Linked DNA regions of Gossypium arboreum: region 1 is linked to region 2. A link is a contact called in public Hi-C data. All regions are on one chromosome and are shown on one strand. Each heading gives the region's core, a stretch centred on a gene start, on an enhancer-like site or on the middle of the called end of the contact. The rest is flanking DNA. Distances are from core to core; before and after follow the strand shown. Region 1 holds the start of LOC108486733 (pyruvate dehydrogenase E1 component subunit beta-3, chloroplastic-like). Region 2 holds the start of LOC108483206 (ornithine aminotransferase, mitochondrial).

The links. A called contact is a pair of places that touch in the nucleus more often than the background predicts.
Region 1: a Hi-C map of leaf shows a contact between it and region 2, with 4 times the contacts expected there. The contact joins the promoter of LOC108486733 here to the promoter of LOC108483206 in region 2. A contact is called at or near these places in 2 of 5 Hi-C or Micro-C datasets (both in leaf).

What each region holds. Positions count from the first base shown.
Region 1 is chr6:20,888,385-20,893,661 of ASM2569848v2, forward strand. It overlaps LOC108486733 (pyruvate dehydrogenase E1 component subunit beta-3, chloroplastic-like), which reads left to right and starts at 3,046. Exons shown (of 4, transcript XM_017790932.2): 1 at 3,046-3,612; 2 at 3,695-3,801; 3 at 3,916-3,959; 4 at 4,701-5,277. The coding sequence starts at 3,504.
Region 2 is chr6:20,614,653-20,620,400 of ASM2569848v2, forward strand. LOC108483206 (ornithine aminotransferase, mitochondrial) reads right to left here and starts at 1,416. Exons shown (of 11, transcript XM_017786476.2): 1 at 1,225-1,416; 2 at 596-1,101. The coding sequence starts at 750.

The DNA.
Region 1 (5,277 bases), core at 1,796-4,295, 280 kb after region 2:
GATATCAGGTTGGGGGCAAACATGCCTCCTTAACCTAGAAAGAAAGAAATCCCAGCCATCAGCTGACTCCCCCAGTGTTATTGCAAACGCAATTGGAAGGATTCTTCCATTACCATCCTGTGCCACAACTAGCAATAGCTGATGGGTATATCTACTAAACATAAAGGTACCGTCAATTTGTACCAATGGCTTGTAGTATAGAAATGCGTCTCGGCATTGCTTAAAGCTCCAAAACAGATACTTGAACACTTGGCATCCACAAATCAATCAGTCGTTGTAGTACGCAGGTGCCATTTCAAGGTCTGTTATGCATCCTGAGACGTATTTCTCCAGCACTTGACACCAATGCCACACTTCATTATATGAAGCGTTCCACCCATTATGTATATTTCCCAACACCTGCTTCTTAGCTATCCAAGCCTTACGGTAATAGGGCATGTACCTCAATTGGCTATGAGTAATAACAATTAAGACCGGTACTGAAGTCCTAAATCTGCCTTCACCGTCGGTAGTGTTAAGCTATCTAACATATTTGAATCTATCTTGGGATGATCTTGTGAAACACTTGTCAAAGAAGTACGTTAAATAATACAACATTACATAATAACAGTATTATTTAAAAACCCTAAATACTGTACCTCCAGCACATGTATATAGACCTTTGTACTTTTTTATCTCCCACAACCCTGCCCTTTTCCTCAACGAGGTGTAGATTTTTCATGAACATGTACCGTCTTACACTGCACACTTGGCCTCAAACTTATCGAATTTGGATTTAACCATGTTGTAGTTAACCTCGTTCATGATGCTATGTTGTTTCAATGCACCAAGAAAACTATTCTTATTGGAAAACTCATTACCAACTTCCAATTCACCCGAATCCAATCATGAACTTGTATGATCACGCCTTCTGTGTGGTAGATCTGGAAACTCCAATGCATCATCTGCAGATAGATCGACATTATACATGTGGGCTGGAGGCGAGTATGCCCTAAATCACGGATATTCTTTTTCTTCATCTGAGCCCCTTTCAACATTTTTAGGTTTGGTTGGAACAGGCTCTGGTTCAAAAAATAATACAACTTCTGCACCATCGAGGCTGGGCTCTCAAGGTGGATTCACATCGGACTCATTATCCAACCTACCATTATCTGCAACGTACGAGGTCCCCTCGCTGATGGACGTCGTAGGGAGTAGATCATCCCTTCTTCTAAATGTTTCATAATATCCCCAATTAGATGTGGATTGTGATCCATTAGAAGTTGATGTCATTCCCCAGTACGTATTTCCAGCATCAAACATCGACCCACCAATGTGTATATCTCATGCATTAATGGAGGGGTTGTGTATTCCATACTGCTACCAAAAACGGGCGTTTCCCTATTTTGCCATCCACTAACTGCGTGTCGGACAGGGGTCGTGTATTCCTCTCGAACAACAGTAGATGTTGAAGTTGTAAATGCATCATTTGGCAATGAAAATTGTACATATAACTCAAGATAGAGTGATCCACTAGCGAGATGAGTCTACACCATTGATATCGAATAAGTCATATGTCATGGGATCAACCGAAGCAAAAAATCGATACTTAATAGACAAAACTTTCATTGGCGTCGTTCCAAAGATTTTACGCCTAATTCTTTTACGAAGTTTTGTCAAATCTATGTTCTGGTTAAAAACCAGTCGCGCTGTATTCTCTGATAAAAAAACAACGCCGTTCTCTGTGTGACGTACCTCACAATCATAGTAAATAATAGCACTAATACGTTCACCCATCTTTAATTTCTTTTCTACTTAGCCTCTCTAATTTTTCTTGCTGTAACTTATGCAACCTGAGAATGAAATTTGGCTCATTTATAGTCTAAGGCCAAATGGGAACTACTGTAGAAAAAGAGCGTCCACGTGAGAGCTTTTTTCAGTAATTTTGCTGAGAGTTCATCCTGCTTGAAGCGTTTTTGACACTATTTGTTCAGATATATCTTCTCAAAATTATTTTTTCAGAAACTACTGTAGAAAAAACGCATCCACGTAAGAACTTTTTTCAGTACTTTTGCTGACAGTGCATCCTGCTTGAAGCGTTTTTGACACTATTTGTTCAGAAACATCTTCTCAAAATTATTTTTTTAGAAACTACTGTAGAAAAAACACGTCCACGTGGGAGCTTTTTTTAGTAATTTTGCTGACAGTGCATCCTGCTTGAAGTATTTTTGACACTATTTGTTCAGAAACATCTTCTCAAAATTATTTTTTTCAGAAACTACTAGGAAAAACGCGTCCACGTGGAAGCTTTTTTTTAATACTTTTGCTGACAGTGCATCCTGCTTGAAGCGTTTTTGGCACTATTTGTTCAGAAACGTCTTCTCAAATTTATTGTTTCAAAAACTACTGTAGAATTTTTTTTATTGCTAATATATTTTTCCAAAACCCTAAACACAAAATTATTTAAAAAATTAATCCATAATTTAATTAATTAACCTTAAAACCCTAAACCCTAATCTAATCAATTTTTAAATTAATAATTAATTTAATCGACTACCTTAAACCCTAATTTAATTAATTTTTTCTTAAAAAATCTAAACCCTAAACTCTAAAAACCTAAAATCCCTAACCTTAAAAACATTAACCATAAAACCCTAAACCAATACAAAAAATCCTAACCCTAAAAAAAAAGGCAAAACGCATTTTTGAGAGAGCGTTTTGTTCACGTCAGCACAAAGCGTTTCCTTGAGGGCGCGCTTTGTGTTGACGTGGACAAAACGCTCCCCCAAGGACACGTTTTGCTGACACATCATTTGAGATCGCGCTGATATGGACGCATTTTTAGGGAATTCGACCTTTTTTGGTAAATAATAAAAAAAGTTAGCCTATTTCCGTAAATAATTTTAGAGAAGGAATTTTTTTTTTTTTGTAAAATGACCCTCAAATGGGCTTTAACGTGTGTTTAGATAACACCAATGCAGTGAGTGGTGAAGCATGTTTTTCTTTTCTTTCACATTTCATTAGTAATATGTTGGGAACATTTGTATTAATTCATCCTAATTTTATAAATCAAACCAATTTACTTTGTTTTTCTGATAATTTCTCATAAAAAAAAGAACTGCTTAGTTTAAAAGTTGTAAGCCGAGGAGTACCAGATAATTCCCGCAGTTCCAACCACTAACGAGCTGCAGGTTAGGTTTTGTTAGCTGGTCCAACAGAAAACACCACTTCGTGTTGCACATGCGCCACAACCCAATCGTTAATCTCAAAGCATCACCGTTCATCATTTAAACCTAAATGAACTAGTCTTCGATGAAAACAATGCCTTGTGCGTGTATTCCACTCCAAATAAATCGCCCAACATTTAAAAAAAAAATTAATATCAATAAAAAGACCCTCAAATTCTCCGCCTAGTTGTCTTACTCCTCTCGTATAAATTTCACTCTTCCTGTTTAATTTATTTCCATTTTGTTTTAAATAAATTTCATTTCTTTTTTACTTTCGCTGCTGCAAGTGCAAATTCAATGGCTGCCATCTTCCAAGGAGTTGGGGCGGCTGCTGCGTTATCATCATTACCCTCCAATTCTTTCGATTCCAAAAATTTTCTTTTTTCTCCTCGTAGATCCTTCTCCGGTTCGTTGTTCTTTTTTCTTTTTTCATTTTCATTTCAGATTTTTTTAAAAAAAAATGGTTTCTGAATACTGTTTTGGTTCAGTGAGGAAAGCGCCGAGCTTTGTGGTAGTCAGATCTGATGGAACCATGAACTTGGATTTGAACCCTAAATGTCGAAGGGCTCAACAATTTATTGCCAATGCAGTTGCGGTAATACTTCCTTTTTATTCCCCTCTCTCTGTCTCTTCGTTTTCTACGTTTTGAAAAGGCTTAGTGTCATTTCCTATGATGTTACTAATTTCAATTGTATTTTGATTTTTTTAGACCAAAGAAGATAGCTCCGCAGCGTCGTCATTTTCGAAACCAGGGTAATTATTTTCCATTTTAGAGTTCAGAATTAACTTTTGAATTAGTGTTACATTGTTGTTAATTGCTCTAATTTTGTTAAATATGAAATATGTTGATATTATTAGTGTTGTATTAGCATGGTATTGCTCAATTTTTCTAACTTGTCTGCCTAATGACATAGCCCAAAGCTTGCATTGATATTTTGATTCTTTTGTATTATTTTATAACTTAGTCTTTTTTTTTTTCAGTTCATGCCTTGGTTTTGACGAACATTTTTTTTCCTCTTTTCATTGCAATCCTGCAACTTTAGTTGAGATGCATGCTTAACCAAGTCTTGCTCATATTATGGTAATGTTCATGCATTTTATACCATTCAGGCATTAACCTCTTTCTAACATCAGTACAGTTTTATGTTAAAAAAAAAAAAAAAGGGTACATTCTTTCACAAGTGAATTTGTTTTTCCATATCACTGTTGATGTTGGCTTATAGTAGGTCTTTCTAAAATGACTGATTCATTGCTGTCTGTCTACTGTCATCAACTGATTGTCAGAGGCATGTGCGTCAAAGGTTGAATGGATGTCACTTGATTCTTGGGTGTATGCTTGCATGTATATATGTCTGTTTTGTGTGTTGCAATGGAGCTATGTTCATCATTAATTTCTTTTTATATTCATACTTGTCACAATCATGTCTTTTGTTTTGTTATTTTATGAAAAATTGTTGGAGTGATATATGTAACTAGATCTATATTGTATCCCAGGAATGAGCTTTTACTTTTTGAAGCTCTACGAGAGGGATTGGAAGAAGAAATGGAGAGGGATCCCCGTGTGTGTGTCATGGGTGAAGATGTGGGTCACTATGGAGGTTCCTACAAAGTGACCAAAGGACTAGCTACGAAGTTTGGGGACCTTAGGGTTCTTGACACCCCTATTGCGGAGAACTCTTTCACTGGCATGGGAATCGGAGCTGCTATGACTGGCTTGAGACCAGTTGTTGAGGGTATGAACATGGGATTTCTCCTCCTTGCTTTTAATCAGATCTCAAACAATTGTGGTATGCTTCATTATACGTCTGGTGGCCAGTTTACCATACCAATAGTTATTCGTGGACCTGGTGGTGTTGGACGGCAACTTGGTGCAGAGCATTCTCAACGCCTTGAGTCCTATTTTCAGTCAATACCTGGAATTCAAATGGTTGCATGTTCAACCCCTTACAATGCCAAGGGATTAATGAAGGCTGCTATCAGAAGTGAGAACCCTGTTATACTTTTTGAGCATGTTTTGCTTTACAACCTCAAGGAGAGAATCCCAGATGAGGATTATATCTGTAATCTTGAG
Region 2 (5,748 bases), core at 166-2,665:
TTGAAAAAATAAAGGCAATGGAATCAAATTACAAATGAAAAGGCAACTTCAGAGACCATAAAAAATATCCTCCATGGAAAAGTTTTGTGATTTCCTATTCTCCACATTGAAACTCAATCAAAGGTCCTCAACAAAATCCATTAATCTAATTGGCTGAGTCTACATATTAGGGCATGGTCTAATTATATCAACAAAACCTGAATACAGAAGTTAAAAAATTTCACCCTATTGAACTTGGACACAGCAACAGATACTCCATCATTCTAACAGGAAAGATCAATTGAACCCATTTATATTATCGAAGAAAAATCTCACATAATCCATCATTCTAACAGGAACGATCAACAAAGACTAAAGCTTGAAGCTAACAAAGCAAAACCAAAACCACAAATACTAATTATAATAAATATGTTTCCGATAAACGTAAGCAAAACCGAAAACATGAATACAAGTGATAGTAGATGCTTTTCAGATCAAAGAACCAAAAACCCAGAACCCAAAACAAGAAGAAAAAAACTGAATTGCCAGAAGAAGAGAAAGATTAAGCCCAGAGATTAAGGATGAATCAAATGAAAAAAGAGAGAAAAGAACTTACTTGTGGGCACTATATTCGTATTCAAGGTTGATGAGATGGTTAGAAGAGGAAGAAGAAGAAGAAGAGCTGCCTTCAGCCAGAACACCATAGGTCCTCCTGCTTGTTCGGCTCACTCTGCTTAGCAAAGACAGTAAGGGTTTCCTCGTTGCCGCCATTTCCGGGTGACACCAACAGGTTTGTTATCTTTTTTCTCTCTCTTTTGGACTTGGAGGGTTATATTAGATAATGATGTTTTATATTACGGTGCACAGTAAAATGGGAAGTTTTTTCTCCTCTGTTTTCCGGCATAAATTCTTTTGTATCCGCAAGCTGAGTGTAACCGCACGCAAGTCTTCCAAATCCAAATCCAAATCCAAATCCCAATGTCTCAATTATCTAATAATACCCCGAGCTTTGTACGAAACCGACAAAAACTTCCCATTCTTTTGTTTAGAAAAACTCAATTACACTTTTCAAGATAGTTTCTCCTTTTTCGTGTTCCAGATGGTAGAAGATCATACAAACAACTGAATGAAAGCAATAAAAACTTGTATTATTATAATCATGGCTTCCCTTTCTTTATAATCATGGCATTAACGAGTTATTTTTATATTTAGAAAGGAAACGGAAGATAAGGGAAATATGCCAACCTTGGAGTCGATTACACGTAAGATTCCATCCAATTCCAAAATAATCCGATTTGCCGCACCTATCAAAGTCTTTTAATGATACAAGTCACCGGTAGAGTTAACCAATCATATGATACCGTGCTGAGTGGCTGAGCCCTCCACTTATGGCTTTGGGATCAGGGTCGGGAGTTGTTCATGCTATGGAAATCATAAAATATTTAAATTGTAATTTTTATGGTAATTTTATTATTATTAAATTTTTATTATTTTAGGAAGTTTTTATTTTTATTAATTTAAATTTTTAAAAGGTCTAAATAATTTTTTTTTAAAATAAAAGGGTCACCCCTGCTAGCCCCTTAAATATACTCTTATTTATGTTTATTTACCTACCACAAAATTTACACTAAAAAATTTACTCTACCAAAAGTTAATTATACAATGAAAGTTATTATCCATAAATTAAATCACTAAACTATAACGTTAAAAGAGTTAGTTCATGCAAAAGGCAAAAGTGAGAGAAAATATGCTATTGTTAAAGACAATGATGTTTGAATTGGATTGGATTGGAAATTCATTGAGCTATCGATTCAAAGAATGATATTGAACTAGTTAGATTGGACATTGATACAGACCAACAAAACTAGCTAAAAAAATAGGGTTTTTTTTAATATTTTCATTTTAAAAAAATATTAATGATTTTTTAATCAAAGTAGTTAGATTGATGAATCAATGGCCTAACTAATCTATAAACCTTGGCTAAATGTGTCAACCATAGGGAAAGAAAATTTGTACGCTGATAAAAGATGCTTATAGTGATGAAATTCAATGCAACGATATAACATCTATCAAAAGTGACGCAAGTTTACTCATTGGCAAAAAGGGCTTTACTGACATAAATTAATTCACCACAAGAAAGTAAAGTGACGAAAAAATAAATTCCTAAATAAAAAGTTTTACAATGATGAATCGTTATTTATCACCAAATTATTGACTGTAGTGACAACAATTTAATCATATCACTAAAAAGTAATTACAAAGACAAAACAAGGCCATATTTAGTTCTTGAACTTGGCAATCTTTTTCATCTTGTGTGGAGTGTGCCTCGCATTTTGGACAAATCAAGAGCCAAAGCAGAGGCGTCATCACGACGAAGATCCACGTGACGTTGCAATCACATGAAGCCAATTGGAGACATGAAGCAGACGACGTCTTGATGACACGACATCGGATGTCATGATGATGATGATGTCATGACGAGAAGTGTTGGGACGTTGCGATGTGATGAGGTGTTCCCACGATAATCGGGTTTCTTCTCTTAGTTAAACTCTAATTGTTTTCCCCAATCAAATTCTGATTAATCTAGGATATTTTAGTCATATTTGACCTCCTAATTTGGTCTATAAAAGGGCCTTTAGTAATCCTAGAATAGTTGATGAAAAATATAACATAACACAATTAAGAAATAACTTTAACAGAGCTTTAAGAGAATTTTGTGTTTTAGTCGGAGGATTTTGTATTCGGCGTTCAGGGTTTATTTTTTATTATCTCTATCTTGTACTTTTCAGATTACTTTCTCATTAGTGAAGTCTCCTTTTGCATTTGATTTTTTATCTTCTTATCTGAGAATTTTCCACGTAAATATTTGTTTGTTTGATTTTCTCTATTTTGTTGTTCATTATTTATACAGGTTGATCCCCAACATCTTGGTCCTAAAAAAAAATTGGTCTATATTGGTACTTGAACAAAGATTTCATCAAACAATTTAGTCATTTTCTTGTAACGTCGTTAAGAGGTGATGATGTGACACTTTAAAATTATATCATGTCATTATTTAAATTTTAAAAAAAGGTTATCGGAAAACTACAAAATTATAAAACTTATAAGCATTTTAAAAATTATAAAACTATTAAAGATTATAAAATAAAAAGAATTATAAATGAATTAAAAAAAAAGAGTTAGATTGTTAGATTTCCTAGTTTAGGGTTTTTATAGTGCGGCTGATGAAATGTAAGTTTGGAAAACCTAATTAGACTACCTAAATTAATTTTGATATTCATGGTAGAAAGAAAGAATGGAACCTTACAGAATATGATACAATTTATGAAAAATTATTCATAATCATCTCTTTTTATAATATACACACATGTTGAGTTAAGTTTAAAATAGGTTGCACAAAGGATTTTGCAAGTGTTGCGGAATGATAAAGAAGCCCAAACTTAACTATTTAAGGATATTTGATGGACTAAGAACTTACTTGAATTTATGACTGAATGTTGAAGGGATGCTTAAATTTTCTTTCCTTCCTTCTTTAATAGAAAATGGTGGAAGAAGATGAATGAATTTCCTCTTTCCATCCACTTAAAATTATATATATAGAATAAATAGTTAATTAAACGTAATTAATTATCATTACTTTTTTTATCTAATCTTATTTACATCTCTTTAATCAGGGGCGAAGCCAAGGGGTTGGCATGGGCTCGGCCCCGGCTCCCCCTAAAATGTAAAATTATATTTTAGGCCCTTAAAATTTTTTAAAAATTTTAAATTAGAAAAGATAAAATTACACTTTGCTCCCTAAAATTATAAAAATTGATTTAATCTTTTACAAATTATAAATATATAAACTATAAAAATTAAAATTTCATCTGGCCTCCTTAAAAAACTTTTCTAGCTTCGCCTTTGTCTTTAATCATAATCTTATTAAATAAATGGTTATTATCATCATTCTCTACTAACTTTATAATAACGATGGTTTAATAATGATTTTGGTCCTTTGGATAATTGCTATCTAGGGCCTTAAACTTTTTCCAAATTAAAACTCCATAGTGATTGGACATTTACAGTTTAATCCCCGAGCTTTAATTAGCTAACTTCTTGGTTAAATTACTTAACTGAACTTCAATATATTTTCATATTAACTTCATAAATCCTTATATTTTGTCCTTACGGACACAGTTTACAAAAATGAGATTCCGAAACTGCATTTTTTAACACAACTGAAATCCGAGTCGTTACATAAATCTTTTAGGCCACTTAAAGTGAAAAGGAAGATAACTAAGAAGCCTAAAGACTTATCTAAGTCTAAGTGTTTTTCTGCAATAAGAAAAAGGCACTTCAAGATTAACTGCAAAGAGTGGAAGGATTACTTAGCAATTAAGGGCAAATGTTTCAATTTTTTTATTATTATTTTTTTTAGAAAATTTTTTCAGTGTTTTTTTAAAAGAGAAATTCAACAATACAAATGATGAAACATAGTTAGGCGACTAGCTAAATCGAATCTCGACAAAAAGGGAGTCAGTAAAAAGGGTGATTTAAAAAATTAATACAGTTTTTGGGTTAACATAAACGGGTGATAAGTATACAAAAATGGATTAGGATCAACAGAGTTTACTAGGGGATAATACAATGGAAAGCTATTTAAAGGTTAAGCGGGTTAAATCCTAAGTGCTTCTATCATCTTAGTATATCAAATAGATAATATGGTCTCGGCATGTATATCCGAAGCAAGATCTAGAATAACAAATCAAGTTGACATGATCACAACCAAAAATAAAATGAGCATGAAACAGCAAATACTCTATAAGCTCAAAAGCTCACAAAAATTATGGTTTTTTTTATCAAACTTGTAAATTTAAAATTTCAAGATAATGCTTCAGCTCAGGGAGACAACCTAAAATAATAATTTCTTAAAACGACTTATCATGCTTGACTCTCTCGTGTCTTAAAGTATAAATAAACCAATGCATAAAAATCCACCAATTAATCCCAAACAGAACTAATAAAAACTCCAAATTTAGAAAAATTAACTCTAATGTTATGTTTGAGAAAATTATTTAAACACAAACAACAATTCAGGGGCTATATCGCATAAACATATAAAATCCTCCTTACACTTAAGATGTACATTGCCCTCAATATATAAACAAATATAATCACAATAAGCAAAGTATCATAAGAAAGGAAGGAAGAGAATTGAAACTTCCCTAAATTGGGATAATTGTGTTGGAATAGAGAAATTCGGAAACGTAGGAGATCCTAAATTATGTACATGGTTTCGTACACACTAGTAAGAAAACAAACAAAAATAAAATAAGGTAAAAATGTGACAAAACAAATAGAAAAACAGTAAAAAAAGCAATAACAGTAAAATACATTAAATATATATAAATCCAGAAAAGAAAAACAAATGACAATAAAAATAAAAGTAAAATAAAAAAAACATAAAACTAAATAAAAATAACTAGTTGACCACATGTAGGATGTTAGGATTGAGAGGCGTAGAGACAATAGGGGGATCGGGTAAAGTGATATGAAAATGCTGGCACAACTGCTCTAGATAGGCCTCAATGCGATCCTGCTGGAGTTAAAGCTGGTCAAAGTGCTTTAAATGTTGTTGCTCAAGGCTTCCGATCCGATCTGAGTGCTGCTGTTGAAGGCATTCAATCTACTCTGAATGTTGTTGTTGTGTGTGATAGATGTCCTTAATCATTAATGCTGTAATATCCTGATTTTGGGCCTAGTCGGAATAGTGGTTTCGTGACCACA